Linked DNA regions of Mus musculus: region 2 is linked to region 1. The links are chromatin contacts, called in public Hi-C maps. All regions are on one chromosome and are shown on one strand. The core of a region is the stretch at or near the end of the contact, and the rest is flanking DNA. Distances in the headings are between cores, read along the strand shown. Region 1 overlaps Tenm4 (teneurin transmembrane protein 4). Region 2 overlaps Tenm4 (teneurin transmembrane protein 4).

Evidence for each region. A called contact is a pair of places that touch in the nucleus more often than the background predicts.
Region 2: a Hi-C map of muscle stem cells shows a contact between it and region 1, with 1.9 times the contacts expected there. The contact joins two enhancer-like sites. A contact is called at or near these places in 7 of 484 Hi-C or Micro-C datasets (cerebral cortex, embryonic stem cells, forebrain neurons and 4 more), 7 of 115 datasets of contacts at active chromatin or transcription factors (craniofacial prominence, embryonic forebrain, embryonic midbrain and 3 more) and 2 of 9 other capture datasets (adipose tissue and embryonic stem cells).

Annotation. Positions count from the first base shown.
Region 1 is chr7:96,220,554-96,226,179 of GRCm38.p6, reverse strand. All of the region lies in intron 1 of Tenm4 (teneurin transmembrane protein 4), which reads right to left. Among named protein-coding and RNA genes, the nearest start is that of Mir708, 26 kb to the left of the region's middle. Within about 2 kb of position 3,394, at least 4 of the 459 cell types and tissues checked have an H3K27ac peak or open chromatin away from gene starts, as enhancers often do. A contact at or near this core is called in muscle stem cells, where this site is marked.
Region 2 is chr7:96,298,453-96,304,078 of GRCm38.p6, reverse strand. All of the region lies in intron 1 of Tenm4 (teneurin transmembrane protein 4), which reads right to left. Among named protein-coding and RNA genes, the nearest start is that of Mir6394, 4.4 kb to the left of the region's middle. Within about 2 kb of position 2,063, at least 18 of the 459 cell types and tissues checked have an H3K27ac peak or open chromatin away from gene starts, as enhancers often do. A contact at or near this core is called in muscle stem cells, where this site is marked.

The DNA.
Region 1 (5,626 bases), core at 2,145-4,644:
AAAGTGAGTTCCAGGACAGCCAGGGCTATACAGAGAAACCCTGTCTCGAAAAAACAAACAAACAAACAAACAAAAAACAAAAAAATCAAACCAAACAAACAAACAAACAAACAACAACAACAACAACAAACAAACCCAGGCCTGATGTCCTACACAGTGAGGGAGAGAGTGATCTGAGCAGGAGATGGGTGGGAAGCCTGGTGAGAGGGCTTTGGAGGCTTTGGAGCTATATTGACCATTGCCCTGAGGCAAGCAAGGGTCCCTTGCTGAGCTCTGAGCAGGGAAGGGACAGATCAGAGTTACATTTTAATACAGGATCTAATGTAGATATAACAAGAGGATCATTTTAGCTGCTACGATGACTGGAAACTGCAAGGGATCAAGGACTGACAAGGAACCCAAGACAAGAAGAAACCACTATCTGAATGAGAGAAGATGAACATGGACCCAGATGGTAGCAGCAAAGATAATAATGAAATATGTCAGTTTCTGGGTCTATTTTGAAGGTGAACCATCTTAAGATATCCCGATGGCTCTGTATGCAGACATGGAAACAAACAAACAAACAACAACAAAAACCATGCACTAAAGGCAACTCCAATGTTTGGGTCCTATGAAGCAGAGGATGTAGTTCCCATTGGCCATGATAGGCCAAAGACTACTGACAGAAAACGATTTGATAAAAAGGCACATAAAATTCAAGTTTGAGATGCATAAAGTTCAAGTTAGCCATAAGACGTTCAAGAGAAACATCAAAGAGGTGGTTAGACACTTGAAGCTAGAGTTTGGGAGACCCCACAAGCAACTTTCTTCTCTATTTTGCTTGCTCACTTACACAGGAATTCAGGAACGAAAATGTGTCTGTGTTCAGCTGGATCACCTAGCACGACACAGTTTGGAACACACGTCCAGAGGCAGAGTGCAGTGACACTGTCCCAAGATTCCCTGGTACCCACGGTGCAGCTCCCAATCTAACACAGAGATGATGACAACACCTTCAATCAAGCTCCTTTCAGTCTAGGGGGAACCTAAGTTGGCTTCTTGCTTCTGTGGTCCCATGAGCAGCATGCATCAAATGCTCTCAAGTGCTACACCATCCTTGACCTCGAAATTTCAAGTAAAGAAAATAGGCGAAAGAAATAAACGGAAAGCCCCCAGTTATGTGCACCTCAGCGTTAGTTACTGTGGTGGAGAACTGGAAACAGCAGTGGGTGATTAGATAAATAATGGCACATCCTTATGATGGAAAATTACAAATCTAAACGGCATGCTGGAGAAAAAAATGTAACAGCATGGAAAATTATCTTAATAGTAAAGTCAGAAAGTAATGTATCTAAGTTGCTCTATGTGGCAGGGGAGAATAGGAGTAGATGAAGATTAGAATTTCAGGCAAGGGGCCACAGAGATGAGCCACAGCCAACTGTAACTCCAGTTCCAAAGGGTCTGAAGCCCTCAGCTGATCCCCATGCATGTGGCACACATAGATACGTGCAAGCAAAGTGCTCAAGTACCTAAAGTAAAAATAAATAAATCTAAAAACATTTTCCAAGCAGTTGTAAAGAAGAACAATATCAGAAAAGACCAAGTGTGTTTGCTTAGCTACAGGGTCGTGTGTTGTTTACATTCCCTTAGCGATTACCTTAGGCCTCCTTAATGTTCTGGTTACTGCTGTCACAAGGAGAAACACATGAATAAGAATATGATTTCTTAAAATTTCGGTAGTGCAGAACATCAAACCCATGGTCTCATGCATGCTAGGCAAACACTCTATCATTCAACTATATTTCCTGCTCCCAAACATGAAAAAAATATGTAAAATCTTTAAAGTAATACCTTAATAATAAAATTGCTCCCTCCTCCACAATATGTCACAAAGTTGAATGCATTTAAGGATGTTAAGGGAGCCTGAAGAGCACACTGTTCCGGCTGTAAGTGCAGTTTGTCCCTGGTATGCTGATGATGGCCACTGTTTATTATGTTGCCTGGCACACGGCAGCTGTCACGACAGACACCACAGCAATCCTGGTGTCCAGATGCATACACATCTGGTACTTACAGACATGGGGAGATGAGGAAGAGAAAGATCAAGTTTGAGATCCCTGCTCGGCAAGGAAGGGGATTCCATCATCAGGATTTGTATGTCTGGGGAACTTGTCAGAAACACACTCTCAGGTCAACTCTCCAATGCACTGGACAAGAATCTGTGTTTGTGTTTATGGCAAGGGGGTTGTGCGTAGTGTATGCTAGTGTGCACAGACATATGAGGACATGTGTCTCTACATATATATTTAAAGCCCAGAAGTTGATTGACAATGGATGTCTTTATCTATCTCCTGACATCTTATTTTTGAGACAGTCTAGCATTGACACTGAGACTCACCATTTTGGTTAAGGCTGGTTAGGGAGCCTCTGGGATTCTCCTATCTCTGCCTCTTCCAGTTCTCGTGTTATAGAAGCAAAACAATGTGGCCAGCTTTCATATAAGTGCTAGGGATCCACACTCTGATTGTCCTGCTTGTGTGACATGCACTTTGTACACTGAGTCATCTCTACCATCCCGAGGACCTGTAACTTAACAAGTCTCAAGAAGTAACAAACAAGTGTTGTTTGTTATTTTGTCTTGTCTGTTCTTTGGGACAGACCTTCCTATGTTGTCCAGGCTGACCTTAAATGTGTGATCTTCCTGCCTCAGAACACCAAGTTGCTGAGATTACAGAAAAGCACTCTTGCATCTGACAGTCAAGGGCCTCTCTGTAGTACAATTCAGTTTCCCAGTTTGACGTAGATTTGAGATGATCTCCAGAAAAATTAATCCAAAGGAGTGAATAATGTCTTCACTTTTATCATTAGTAGTAACAGTATTAGCATTTACTTGTCTGTGTGCACATGACTGGATAGAGACATATATGCCATGGCACATGTGTGGAGGTCAGGGGACAACTTGTAGAACATGTTACCTCCTTCTACATATACTCCAAAACTCATAATCAGGTTATCAGGCTTTTGTAGCAAGCACTTTTACTGAGGCAAGTCATCTTGCCTGCCAAGGACTTCTTAACAAATTGTACTGTCAACAAGAAAATCCCAAACCCTTCAAACTTGAGAGCCTTCAGACTCTTCCACAATGACAAGTCTTCAGCACAACTTTGGAAGGTTACTACCATGAGATGTGCATTTGACATGCTGAAAGAAATGAGACATCCTCTCTTCTACCTGGGGAATCCAGAAGTGACCTTGCACATTTGAGGGGATTATGCAGGATTGGTTAATGGGCACAGCCCAGGAGAGAACAAAAAAAAAAAAAAAGAGCAGAAGTAGCCCAAAGGCTTATCCTGACAGCTCCAGGCAAAGCAAGGCCTTTTCCACCAGGCAGAAAGCAGCTGTTGGAGGGAACAGAACAGGAGGAGGGAGAATGCTGACTTTCCCACTGAGATGCCCCAGTTTGCCAGTGGCAGGGCGGAGGGTGGAGCAAAAAGCCTTGATTATCATATTCTAGTCCCATGGATTTAGTGAATTAGGTCACTCACCTCATACATAAATTACCCAATATGGGATCCTTTCTGCTTCTTTGGAAAGGGGATGGAATGAACATTTAATGAAGCTCTACTCTTGTGTGTCATTGCTCACCCTTAGCTGTATAGCTTTGCTGGCTCCCATCTCTCTCTCTTACACACACACACACACACACACACACATACACATACACACACACACACACACACACACACACACACACACACACTGGCTCCCATCTCTCTCTCTTACACACACACACACACACAGAGACAGACAGAGAGACAGACAGAGAGACAGACAGACAGACAGACAGACAGACAGACAGACAGATAGATAGATAGATAGATAGATAGATAGATAGATAGATAGAGACAGGGACAGACAGAGAGACAGAGAACATTTATGGGGAAAGAAGAAACTGGTCTTTGGTAAGAACATTTCAGGTGAGTCTACTGCAGGGATGGCATTAGCAATGCCTGTTGAGACCTATAGTGATACTAGAAACTAAAGCTAGCACTGAGTAGGTACTCAGAGAGGCAGAGAGAAAGTCTTTAGGATTTTGTGAGTGTAAGGAGTAAAAGAACAATTGATACTGAACCAGGGTGAACTGCTCACCTTTCTCCACATATCCCTGGCTTTCACCTTCTACAGGTACCATCATTATCCAAGGTCCTCCTGGAGCTATGCTTGTATAACCTTGCAAAATGAGCATCTTCAAACCCTCTTAAGTCTCAGAGCCTCCCCAGCCCCACATGTTCCCACTACTGATGTGCTCTAATGGGCTTCAGAAGCAGGTCACAAAACCTGAAGTTGAGCAGATGGGGAATAAGAAGAAATATGCCAGTGCCAAAAGCCACCATTGTCACAAAGGATACTGACCAAAAGATACTATACAAGTGCCACACAAACCTTTTGGAGACAGAGACTTCGATTTTCCATTTTATTACTGAAAAGAGGGTGAATACAGATTTCTAAGGACTGTGTTTGAATGCATAGAGCTACCAAGTGACGTGTGTTGGCAATTCCCGAGTCTTGCCAGGCCCTCCAAGCCACTTCACAAAACCACAGCACAGAGGGGAACCATCATCAATGAAAGGAAAGGGAAGCCAGAACTTAGCTATACCTCAATAAACTCCTGTCCTTTCTTCTTTGTTTTTTTTTTTTTTTTTTTGTTTGCTTGCTTACTGTGGTGCTGAGGATTGAACTCAGAGCCTTGCAATGCCAGGCAAGTCCATCCACTACAGAGCTAAAAGTCAATAAATCACTTTTCAGGTTCTGGGAATTCTCATGTTGACTCAGCAGTAACAAGGACTCCTATGCTTGTCATAAACGATCTTTCCCAATAACCATGCTAAGAACCCTGCCAACTTCTCAATATTATTCCCATTTGATGAACTGGGAAACTAAGGCATGCAGACATTAAGTAGCTTATCAAGGTCCCACAGAGAGAAGGCACTGAAGCTGGGCAGAGTAGGTGGTGCCAAACTCAGTGCTGCTTTCAGATACCAGGGGAGAGAGCTTGGGAGATTGTTCAAGGCTGCAGTAAGAACACTGTTCTACAGTCCTAGGTACTTCCTGGAAGGTGGCTCCACACTGAGCCTCACAGCCACTGTCACTTAGCAGCTAAAGACTACTACTCTTTAGGTAGGGGCGCCTTGGGTTTTAATCAGTCAACCCTGTAAACAAGGCACTCACTCCAGCTTTATTTATTCCTTGAGAGAGAGGCGCAGCAAGAGTGGGAGCCAGCAAGGAGCTTACACAGCATTTCAGTGCTATGCACTGCTGGGAAGCTCATAAGCACAATGGGGCAGGCAGAAGACCGCTTCCTAGCCTGCACCAGAGACAGATGGGGACTACAATCAGCCACATTTGTACCAGGTTCAGCGCTGCCAATCACAAGCCTGTCCGGTCTGAATCACAGAACCACAAGCCATCTTCTACTTTCCTCTGGAGAGTAAAGATCCTACAAATCTCCAGGGAACATCATGCATGTCTATATTCTAGACAGTGCACACACCGGGTCCTGAGGTTGTCCTCTGCATCTTCACATGCTTGGACTAGATCTTTGTAAGGTGAGCACTGGCTCCTCCCTGCCATGATATGTGAGCTT
Region 2 (5,626 bases), core at 814-3,313, 79 kb before region 1:
TTCCCTCTCCTCAGAGGCAGCTGCACTGGTAGAAAGGCAACTTCTACCTACTGACTTCTTTTTCCAAAGTCTCTGGCCCTAGCCTTAAATTCACATGGAAGCAATCTAAACTATCTCAAATAAAGCATGCAGCCTTAAAAAAAAAATCCTGGAATGTGGCCTGGTGAATTCTAAACTTGCTCAATGAAATTTGGCTTGGCACACTTAGCTTCCCTACATCCAAGATGCCTGAAATCTTAGCCCAGACCTGGGTTCGAGTCCCAGCTGGACCTCGGGAAGTAACACTTGCCATGTAGCTTCCTCCTGGAGCTCTGCAGAAGAACACTAGCCGGCTGAGTCACATCTGACTGTGCATGTCGGAACACTTAAGTTAGCTGTAGAGCAAAGCTGGTGTACAAGTCAGGGACTCTGAAGAGGATCTCTCCACAGACCTAAGGCTCTAGACCCTCTCTCAAGTCTCACCCCCACCCCCCAGCATGGCAACAGAGCGGAGAAAGATCTTATTCTATTTTTTCCCAGAGTATGTAGGAGAGAGGTGGGTAGGCCTAACTATTGATGATATTATTCTCCAGATGCAGGGGATAAGGAAGATCAGGCTCAGTGCCCACTTGACGCAGGTGTCTGTGTACATGCCTCCCTGGCCTAAGTGTGGCCAAGGCTTCAGCCGCTCATCTATAAACAGGACAGGAGCCTATTCCTTCTTCAGCCAAGCACTGTCATAGAGCCCAAACTCGATAATACATCAGGAAGAAAAAATCCTTCAAAATGATGAGCACTATGCCTTTGTGAATCACCCTAGTATACTGAAAACAGCATGGCTCCTTCCAGGGGCCAGGGCCAAGTTCAGGGACTCCTGTCTAGGACCACAGGCCAAGCACTTGTTCTCAGCCCCTGAGTATACTCCTCCCTCTCCCCAGTACACTCTTCCCTCCCCACCTGAGTACACTCCTCCCTCCCCCCCCCCCCCGCTGAGTACACTCTTCCCTCCCCCTTGAGTACACTCCTCCCTTCCTAGGGCTCATTGAATATGTAATGTGGAACCCTCACATCATTGACGTATGTGTTATTAATTCCCATCTTATAGACTAAGAAGCTGAGATACAGAAAGATTAGGTCAGCTGCTAGGTCCCACAGTTATTAAATAGTAACTGCAACCTAGGGACAGAGTCACAAGACAAGAAAGAGAAATGAAAGCGTGGGCAAAGGCAAAACCTAGGCTAAGTCAATATCAAAAGAGGAAGAAAAAGGGAGGGGCAAGAGATGGGAGGGAGGAGCAAAGGCTGAGACTAAATTACATTGGAGGAAAACTTTGGGGAGGCAGCAATCTGCTACCAGGTTGGGGGGGCGGGTGGGGGTGTGGGATGGAGGTGGGGTGACCTCTTCAGACCTGAGGCAGGCCCACAGGCCACAGTGTGAGGAAGTGACAGGTCAGCAGAGACATTCAGCTGAGCTACAAAAGCCTTCTGCCAGGGTGGCAAAAAAGAAAAAAAATATTAAGCGAGACTTCCTCAGGCTTTAGAAATTGCTGAAATTCAGAGGCCGCAATGGAAGATAAAGTGTCCTACAAAGGGAGCACCGAACGGAATCAATTTCCCCGGGCCGACTTTTATGTCCTATTATAAGAAATTGAAAAATTATTTCTGCGGGAATGTCGCTTTGCCGGTCCACCTCTCCTGAAGATATTGAGGAGGAAAATGGCTTCCAATAAATGGGCATCGGGCTCTGTTCTCCATCACCAGCCTTGATCCTCTGCTCTGAGGCTCAGGAGCTCCCGGAAGTAGAGTCAGGGGATGAGGGTACTGGTGGGTGGGGGGCACTCTTCTGTTAGAGTCTGAGGGGCTGGTCTGGAGAAAGCAATAAAGACAACTGAGAGCGTCAGGGACCCCCAGGTCCTGTTGGCCAGACACACACACACACACACACACACACACACACACACACATACACACTCACACACCCTACCCAGTAGAACATGATACTCTTGAGGATGGCTAGACTGAGCCAGGGTGGAATGTCAGCATTCCTTAAATGGAATGTCACACGGCACAGTGGACTCCCTTTGCAGCTGTCACAGCATACACAGTTGCTTCTTCTGTCACCACATTAAAGCCTTGACACTCATTATCCCACCACTTACAGCCACGGTCCCCTCATCATGACATTCTCACCTGGTCACACCCACTTTCCTTCTGTGTCCTGGCACAGCTGATGTTCTCAAGGTCCTTCTGGATACCAGGAGTGCCTAAAGCCTTCACTACACACACACACACACACACACACACACACACACACACACACACTTCATCTTACTACAGTGTTGCTAGGCAGATCCAGTCCTTCCATTTACAGATGGGAAAGCTCAGAACCTTTGGGTTAACCTGTGATCATCAAAGGAGCATGCAGCTTTAATATCCCATGGTGAGAGGAGCTTTGAGACATTTTGTAGAGGCTGAGCAATGATATAAAGGACAGAATACCTCATGGAGGAGGAAACTGGAGGAATATGGAGTCAAGGCCTCCTGGCCAAAGGCACAGGATGATGTAGGATTTGGGAGCAGGATTGGAAGGATAGGAAGAGATACAGAGAGAGGGAATAGGGAGTGGCTGTGGGTGGCTGGAAAGCAATGGAAATGGGAATCCACAGATGTCTGACCTTTCTCTAAGACCCTTGCATGACTGGTAGTTGCAAGCTTTGGGGCCCCAAGACAAGCATCAAGGCTGGGGACTCTGAGCCCTCACTCCATAACAAGAACCACTTGAAGAACACTTAGATTCCAGTGTGCAGGCTGCACTCCAAGTCACCGAACCCAGTCTCTCTCGGAGCGAGGTTAGTCACAGATCTCTGGGAAATTGCAAATCCCTAAACAGCTGAACAGCTGTGCTCTGGGACCCATCTCCAGGGCCAGAATGCCAGTTTAGAGTCATATGAATTCCACCTCGGGATTATCCTCAGCCCTTCCCATCCTGCTACAACACTTCTCTCCCTGCCTCCCCCCTCTAGCCCTGAAGCACTGTACAAAGTGATCCTTCCCTTCCTGTCCTTGGTCTGACCTGGGCTTTTGGGGTTGTTTGTGCAGTGTCTGAGGATTAGGCTCCACCTGCTTCATTGTCCTTGCCATTCAGAGTGTGTCTCAGTGGTTTGGTGGCTTTACTCTCGGACTCATGAGGCCTTGGCCCTTCTAGCTCCTCACATGAGCATAACTAAAGCTTGCTTCACCGTGACCCGTCTTTAGTGTGAATGCCTACGGACAAGGGAATCATGGATTTTTGCTACTGGCCCCAGATGTAGAGGATCAGTTGACTTAGTCTTTCTTCTCTGTCTGGCTTTGGACACTATGCAATCATGATAGTCAGTTTCTGTAGCAGCTAGCTGAATCAGGCATCCTGTTCTACAGATGAGCATACATAGGCACAGGGAAGAGAAAGGGCACACAGCCTGGGGTTTCATAAATAGAAGTTAGAACTTAGTCCCACACCCATGTCTGCTGACTCCAGAGGTTGAGCTTTGACATGCAGTCAGAGTCTAAGTTTCTCACCTGTAAAATGAGGATATTGGTTTTTTTTAATCAGATAGTTCCTTAGAAACACCAAAACACACCATGTTTACCTATCGATGTGAAGTAGGTAGCTGGGTACTTAGATGTAAGCACTTGATTCAAAGGCCCTTGATTTCTCTTTTGGAAAGGATGCATAAGCCGGGCGGTGGTGGTGCACACCTTTAATCCCAGCACTTGGGAGGCAGAGGCAGGGGATTTCTGAGTTTGAGGCCAGCCTGGTCTACAAAGTGAGTTCCAGGACAGCCAGGGTTACACAAAGAAACCCTGTCTCAAAACAAAACAAAACAAAACAAAACAAAACAAAACAAAACAAAACAAAACGGGTGCATACTAAAATGCATTTGGCTTGAAGAGGTTGCATAGTTACTCTGACAGGAAAAAACAAAACAAAACAAAACAAAACAAAAAAACAAACAGAACGTCATATGTCCCATGTCTGCTTTGATTAGTTCCCACACTATCTGAAAAACTGCTAGTATTATTACCATCACTAATGAACTTTTGTCCTGGTACCCAGGCAAGAAAAAGATGCTGAAGGCCAGTCAACTGGGGCCATTTGGTGAAGGTGAAAAGTAAAGCAAGGCAGCTCCCCAAGGCTGGTACCCTTTGGTGCCATGGCCGGGTCTATAGGGTTGGGTCACTCAGTGGCACAAATCACCAGGTGACACCTTGAGCATCTCACATAGCTCTCAGCTATGCTCACAGACATGCTGTTTTTAGTGTTTTTACTTTTCTGTTGTGGGACATCTCAGCTCCCACGAGGAATTAAACGGGTCTTCAACCAGGCTGAGGATCATGTCTGGCCCAGAGCTTCCACTTAATAACTATTGTTGGATGGGTGTGTGTCTGTGTGTGTGTGTTTATACTCTTGCTAAGTCTTTCAATTTCCACACTCTTAAGTTTCAGTCATTATCCACATGGTGGTAACAGGGGATTGCTCAGGGCATGAGGCCAAGACACTAGAAGCTGGGGGAGGAGGAGACATCTTTTCACTGGAGTGGGGGGATGAATAAAGGAAGCCAGAGAGGGATGTCTGGTCTGGGCCTGAACAGCAACAGGCCTAAGCTGAAGACAGGGAGGAAGGTCTCCTTAGTCCTTCTGCTGCTCTGGCTGAGTTGGGAAAGTGTCTGCAACTCTTAAGCAGAGGGAATGGACATCCTCCCAAAAGACTGTGAGTATCCAGACATGGTGGCCTGGTGTAGCAGTCTTTACAAATAGAACCTATCCCTGGGTTGCGGAGGTGTGTCCATTGGGAAAGTGCTCACTACGCAAGCATGATGATGTAAGTTGGATCCTCAGAAACTGCATAGGAAGCTAAGCATGGTGACAAATGCTTGTAATCCCAGCTCTTGGGAGTCAGGGACAGGTGGGTCCCTGGGATTTACTATCAGGCCAGCCAGCACAGCCTATATGTTGAAGTTCAAGCCAATGAGAGCCTCTGTCTCAAAAACAAGGAGGAAGGCATTGGAAGAACCACACTAGAGGTTGGCCCCTAGTTTCCATACACAAAATATACAAGTGCAGCCCCACTGCCTGTGAAACCTACCTTCTCACATCCTCCCTCAGCCTTTTTATTTACTTTTTCAGAATGACAATATTTCGTGTTACTAAGAACCCAAACAACACAGGTGAGAGAGAGAGAGAGAGAGAGAGAGAGAGAGAGAGAGAGAGAGAGAGAGAGAGAGATTTTCTCAATTCTACCTACATTTTCTACCTAAATTACCAAGACAAATATTCCAGGAAACTGCACATGGCTGGAATGGGTAGTAATTTATTTTATTTACCATATAAACACACTTGAGAGCGGGAGATAGATTCATTCACACTGCAGCTTCCTAGTCGGACGCAATCCACTGTAGAAATCGCTGCCATTCGAAGCTTCCACAACTTCCAAAGGGTAATGGATTTTTTTCAGCTCATCTTTCTTGCCTGCTCATATTTGCTTGAGGATTCCAAATGGGTTCTATTTACTGTAATTACTGCTCTAACTGCAGCTCGCTAGCAATGCATCAGGTTAACACTAACAAGATACCCAGCTGATGCTGGTAACGAGTATTCATTGTTCCAAG